Regions from separate parts of the Mus musculus genome. Here region 2 is linked to region 1. Evidence: chromatin contacts called from public promoter capture Hi-C data. All regions are on one chromosome and are shown on one strand. Each heading gives the region's core, a stretch centred on a gene start, on an enhancer-like site or on the middle of the called end of the contact. The rest is flanking DNA. Distances are from core to core; before and after follow the strand shown. Region 1 holds the start of Rbm47 (RNA binding motif protein 47). Region 2 holds the start of Rhoh (ras homolog family member H).

What was found. Promoter capture Hi-C pulls out the DNA fragments that hold promoters and counts their contacts.
Region 2: a contact with region 1 is called in a promoter capture Hi-C map of pre-B cells, with 2.3 times the contacts expected there. The contact joins the promoter of Rhoh here to the promoter of Rbm47 in region 1. A contact is called at or near these places in 1 of 39 promoter capture datasets (pre-B cells) and 2 of 115 datasets of contacts at active chromatin or transcription factors (bone marrow-derived macrophages and memory CD8 T cells).

The regions. Positions count from the first base shown.
Region 1 is chr5:66,150,658-66,153,270 of GRCm38.p6, forward strand. Rbm47 (RNA binding motif protein 47) reads right to left here and starts at 1,297. Exons shown (of 8, transcript NM_001127382.2): 1 at 1,198-1,297; 2 at 882-1,044. Gm26725 (a long non-coding RNA gene) reads left to right here and starts at 347. Exons shown (of 5, transcript XR_001785070.2): 1 at 347-816; 2 at 2,315-2,361.
Region 2 is chr5:65,862,283-65,864,895 of GRCm38.p6, forward strand. It overlaps Rhoh (ras homolog family member H), which reads left to right and starts at 1,302. Exons shown (of 3, transcript NM_001081105.2): 1 at 1,302-1,599.

The DNA.
Region 1 (2,613 bases), core at 47-2,546:
AACTACTTCCCACCGTGCGGCTTAAAGCAACAGATCAGATCGCTCTAGGCTTTAACTCTTCCCGGGTTCTGGGAATTCCAGTTTGTCACAATTTCTTAGCCTGAGTGACCTGCGGTAAGAAACGTCTTCCCGGCCCAGAGCCTGGCTTCTCCGGGTCCGGGCGCTCGGCGGCCGGCTGGGCTGGGTCGTACGAGCCGGCTGCGGTGCGGCTGTGGCCCGGGCGGAGCGGCACAGGGTCGGATCCCGCGGAGCGCGGCGGAGTCCGGCTGCAATCGGTGCCTCTGCAATCCCTGCTCTTCCCGGTTCCCTCCCTCCGCCTCCTGCCCTCCCCCAGACGAGGCCATTCGCCTCACAGTAGCAAGGTTGTCTCGTATACTCCCTTCCCTTAAACTCACCAAACCAGATTTTTACTCCCAACACCGGCAACTTCCCGTAAATCTGCACTGAAATTTTATCCTGCTCGCTGAGCCTCCGCTGGCCGAAGGCCAGTGCAACATTCCTGTTGTTTTAGAAGCGCGGATACCTTAGCTGAAGGTTTAAAAAAAAAAAAAAATCATATCGGACTGGCCCCGATGCGGAGGATTTACGAACTTTGGCCGCTCAAAAAGTCACATCCATTTCAGACATTCAGAAGGGACCCCAGAAGTGGCACCTGCCCCACCTGGGGACATCTAGAAGAGTGGCTTCCGGCCGCCTATGGCTGTTTAGAGTAAGCCACCCTGAGCCTGCACCAAGGACTAAGGACCCTGCGCCTGACTCCCGGGGTGAGCAGTGCCACCGCCCCCGGCCTTGCGGGGCAGGAAGGCGCTGGAGCAGGTAGGGCGGCAGACGAGCCCCGCCGCGGGCCTGCAGGAAGCCAGGACCTCCTGGGCTGTTCTTACCTGAGGCTGAGCATAGCTCGGAGAGCACAGGCAGGCACGTCACGGGGGGCCGGAGCTCTGACCTTTGCCGGAGCCTTCACAGCAGGGCCTGGGGCCTGGGCGCCGCTGCTCGTTCAAAGTGGCTCATTCTGAATGCGCTCTGACCTAGTGTTACAGCTGGTTTCTAGAAAGGGAACAAAAACAGTGCAAGGAGAAACCTCAGCCAAGCCCTCCTTTAACCTTGCCTCTGATCACAGGGGAACTAAGTCTGACCCCCATCCCCACTCCCAGGAAACCCACCCTAGGGCCGCGGCCCCCGCCCCACCCCTCGGGTTACCTGTTTATACAAGAATTAAGGAGCCTCCCGCATTTCAATGGAGCGCTAAGCCTGTTTGCAGCGCGGAAACAGCCAACAGGAATCGAATTCTGTGACTAAACAAACTAGAAGAGGAAGCGGGCACCACAAGGAACCTAAAGTTGTGATTTCGGGTTGCAATGTCATGCAACTGAAAAAAAAAATACTGTTTCACAGTAGGCTACTTTAATTAAAAGAAGGACCCAAAACTACCCCCCCCATCTAGTTAAATGGAAGCTGATAGAATATCGGCATATAGCGTTAGCCACTGTTGTTAGTGATACTATTATTATGTATAATCCGCCCCCCCCCCGTAGAAAAACGTGCAATGGATGTTAGAAGGAGGCTCCAGACCCAACTCTGCCCTCACTATCTGTGAGCAAGTTAATTACCCTCCAGCTCTGAGTTTCTGGAAGATTCTAAGGATGGGAGTTTTGCTTTCACTGTGGACAGTTTCAAGGAGAAGGAAAGACGAAGTCTTTGTGAAGGGGTGTGCAACTGATTTTCGACTCGTGTACAAGTTTCAAGGGAAGTGGAGAGAAGTTGGCCCTGCCTTCCATGAAGTGCAAATCCAACGTCTGTGTCACGCGCGTAATTCTGACTCAGATTTAGGCACTAGACCTGACCTGCCACCCTGCAAGTTACTCCATAGGTTAAAAGTCAGTGCTAGCGGGGCGGTGGTGAGCACGCCTTTAATCCCAATCCCAGCACTTGGGAGGCAGAGGCAGGCAGATTTCTGATTTCGAGGCCAGCCTGGTCTACAGAGTGAGTTCCGGGACAGCCAGGGCTACACAGAGAAACCCTGTCTCAAAAAAAAAAAAAAAACAAAAACAAAAACAAAACAAAACAAAACAAAAACAAAAAGTCAGTGCTAGATAACAGTGAACCATGCAGTTTGAAGATCTGTGAATGTGGGGCGTGTGGGGTGTGGTGGAGGCTTTGAAAACTCATAGATATCATCCATAGTAATAGTGGAGGGTAGAGGGGGTATTTATGTTCCTTTTAACTTGACATATAAATGAAGAAATCCTAATCTCTTTATATTGAGGTCTTTCTTACTCAGGAACCCTTTCACCCATTTCCTTAATCTGATCCTCAGGTCTGCCTCAGGTCTGGAGGTGAAGACACTGTCCGTACAGAGGTTAGGTAAGCAGGCCAACTTTCCCGAGTGCCGACCTTTCCAGTCTAATCGAAAAGTCAGATCTTACCACCATTAGTAAAAGTAATTCCTGAAGCCAGCCAGGAATTCTGAAGTTCTCCATCCTTTTGATCTTCGATCTTTTATCTTTTAGGCAGCAAAAGTCAAGCCAGGCCAGTTTAACCATGTTCTGAATTCAGAATCAAGACTTTGTCGATAGGTGCACACATGTACTGAGAATCGCAGACTGTAGAAAACTC
Region 2 (2,613 bases), core at 52-2,551, 290 kb before region 1:
CTCCCCCTCTCCCTCTCCCTCTCCCTCTCTCTGACAGGGTTTCTCTGTGTAGCCCTGACTGTCCTGGAACTCACTCTGTAGACCAGAACTCAGAGATTTGCCTGCCTCTGCCTCCAGAGTGCTGGGATTAGAGACGTGCCATTTAATCCCATTTAAAGTACCTAAGGCCTGGCTAATCCAATCTCATGTCTGCCTTAAGGTCTTTCTGCTGTTTGCCTACTTGGCACTCCGATATTTTGAGCAAGTTACCATCCTGGTCAGTAGCATTTATAGTGATTCAAGACTTAGGGTGGCGGGGCATGGGAAGGGGAGGGGGAGGGGAGGGGGGAGGGTGTTAATACTTCAGGAGAGTCAAATGGCTGGTTTAGGCAGTTTGACCATGGGGTTACATTGTGGCAGATGGTCTCTACACCTGGCTGGCACAGCGAGGAGGGACAAGTACAGTTGTGTTTTTAGTCAAATAATGAAACTCAGAGGGGTCAGAAAACAGCACAGGGTCTAGTACCTCCCGGCCCAGGTGCTGCTCTGTGGCGGTTACTTGACTTTTGCTATGCCCTTCATTTTTAAATTGTTACTAATACTGGCAGCACAACTCATTATTAATAAGGCAGAGTGATCCAGAGAACCCACCGACTGTCTCCTGCTGGGCTGGTGGTGAACTCCGTGTACAGCTGAGTTTTTTTTTTTTTTTTTACAGAGACTCTCTGTGAAGCTCTGGATGTTCTAGAATTCTCTATGTAGACCAGGCTGGCCTTGAACTCAAAGAACTCCACCTGCTTTTTGCCTCTTGAGCGCTGGAATTAAAGGCAGGTGCCATCATACCTGGGAAACCTGGAACTTCTGATCCTTCTGAACATTGGGATAACAGGTGTGTGCCAGGAACTATGGCTTTTATTCAGTACGGGGCACAAACACAGGGCCAGGCAAGTACGCTACCCATAGGCTCCATTCTCAGCCCGGAAGTTAAGTTCTTAGTTAAGTGCTTTTACTTAAGCTTAAGTTAACCGAGACCAGCCAGGACAGTGAAACCGATTTTCCTCTCTTGTTTCATTTCCTGAAAGAATCATCCCAGTTTCACCCCCTTTCCTTCCCTCAACAGGAGGGAATGGAGAGAGAGAAACGATCCAGAAAGGATAAAACGGTAATCAAACAGAAATCCAGCCGTGCAGCAAAAGCCCTATTTGGCCTCTTGCTTGGGTAGGTTTCACAGGCTCATGGAGGGAAACAAACGCACATGCGCACAGGCCCCTAAACCCACACAGGCGAAACCCCTTTGTGGAGAAGCCAGCCACAGGAAACTCACTTCGGCACAGGAACTTGCTAATCGCTTTTGTCACTTTCGGAGTGTTCCTCTGCCTCGGTCACCTCCGACACTGAGGCCCACCACCTTGGGCTGGACTCTGCCAGTCCGGTGTTGCAGCTTTTCCAACAGTGACTCATTGGGAGCCTTGGGGAAGAGAGAGAGAGAGAGAGGTAGACCTCAGGAGGGACTCTCAGCAGTAATAGATTTGAGCTACGTTAGCTTTTACATGGCGTGGAGAGCTACTTAGACTTCCGGAGTCAGTCATTTTGGTGATGAGACTTGGCATTCTACCCCAGGTAAGACTTTTGCCTCTTTAAAAATGTTTTTTCGGTGTCTCAGGAATCTCTGTGATTTTGTTAAGATTTTTTTCTTCTTCTTTAGGCTGAACATTGTAATGACCTTTTTTAATTTGTTGCAAAGTGTAGACTAAACTCAGAGATGGGGGTGTGTTCGGCCGTCTACCCCAACTCTAGAGTCTTAACAAGACACACTTTGGTTTTCTTTCTATTTTGCTTTGTTTTTGTTTTGAGATGAGGTCTTGGATAGCCTGGGCTGGCTGATGTGAAGTCAAAGATGGCCTTGAATTCCTGACCCTTCTGCTTCCACCTCCCAGGTGCAGGAGTTACAGGCATGTGCCACTGAGTCTTAGTTTCTAAGGTATTCCCATATGTTCTTGGGGCTGTGTCAGAGCTTGCTTGTGTGGGGACTTTAGACTTCATGCAGCAGTGTTTGATGAAGGAAATCTAAGGGCCCTCCAGCATCCACAGAGAGCAGCTTTAAAGTTATCTAGCTATGTAGAAAAAAAAAATCGAAATAAAAACCATATCCCAGAATTCCTATCTAGCTATTCTCAATCCCAATGGCCCCTTTCTGTACATTTCTAGATTAAATTTAGTTTCTCAGCAGGTTTCATGCTGTGCACTGCCAATAGATTGGCTGGGCTGTAACATCCACAGCAACAAAAGCTTGGGGGAAAATCACCGGTTTTAGGTGCTTCACTAAATTAAAGTTGTGACAGATGGGTTCAAGCGACCGGATCTAAGATGGTGCTGTGCATGAGAGAAGAGAAATATAAGGAAACCCGTCCTTCGGTGGACCTTCAAGTCTAGTAGTTACAGCGAAAGATACAGGTTAGGAAACAGTTGAAGAAGAAGCTGGGTCACAGAAGCTTTAACAGCTGTAGGGTTTCGAGAAGGGTTCTGGGAGTGAGCTGGAGTGCTCAGAAGGAAGGATGCTTATAAAGGATGGGGGCTTAGCAGGAAGCCTTAGGAAGGATGGGGGCTTAGCAGATGGAGAAGGGGAAGGTTGTT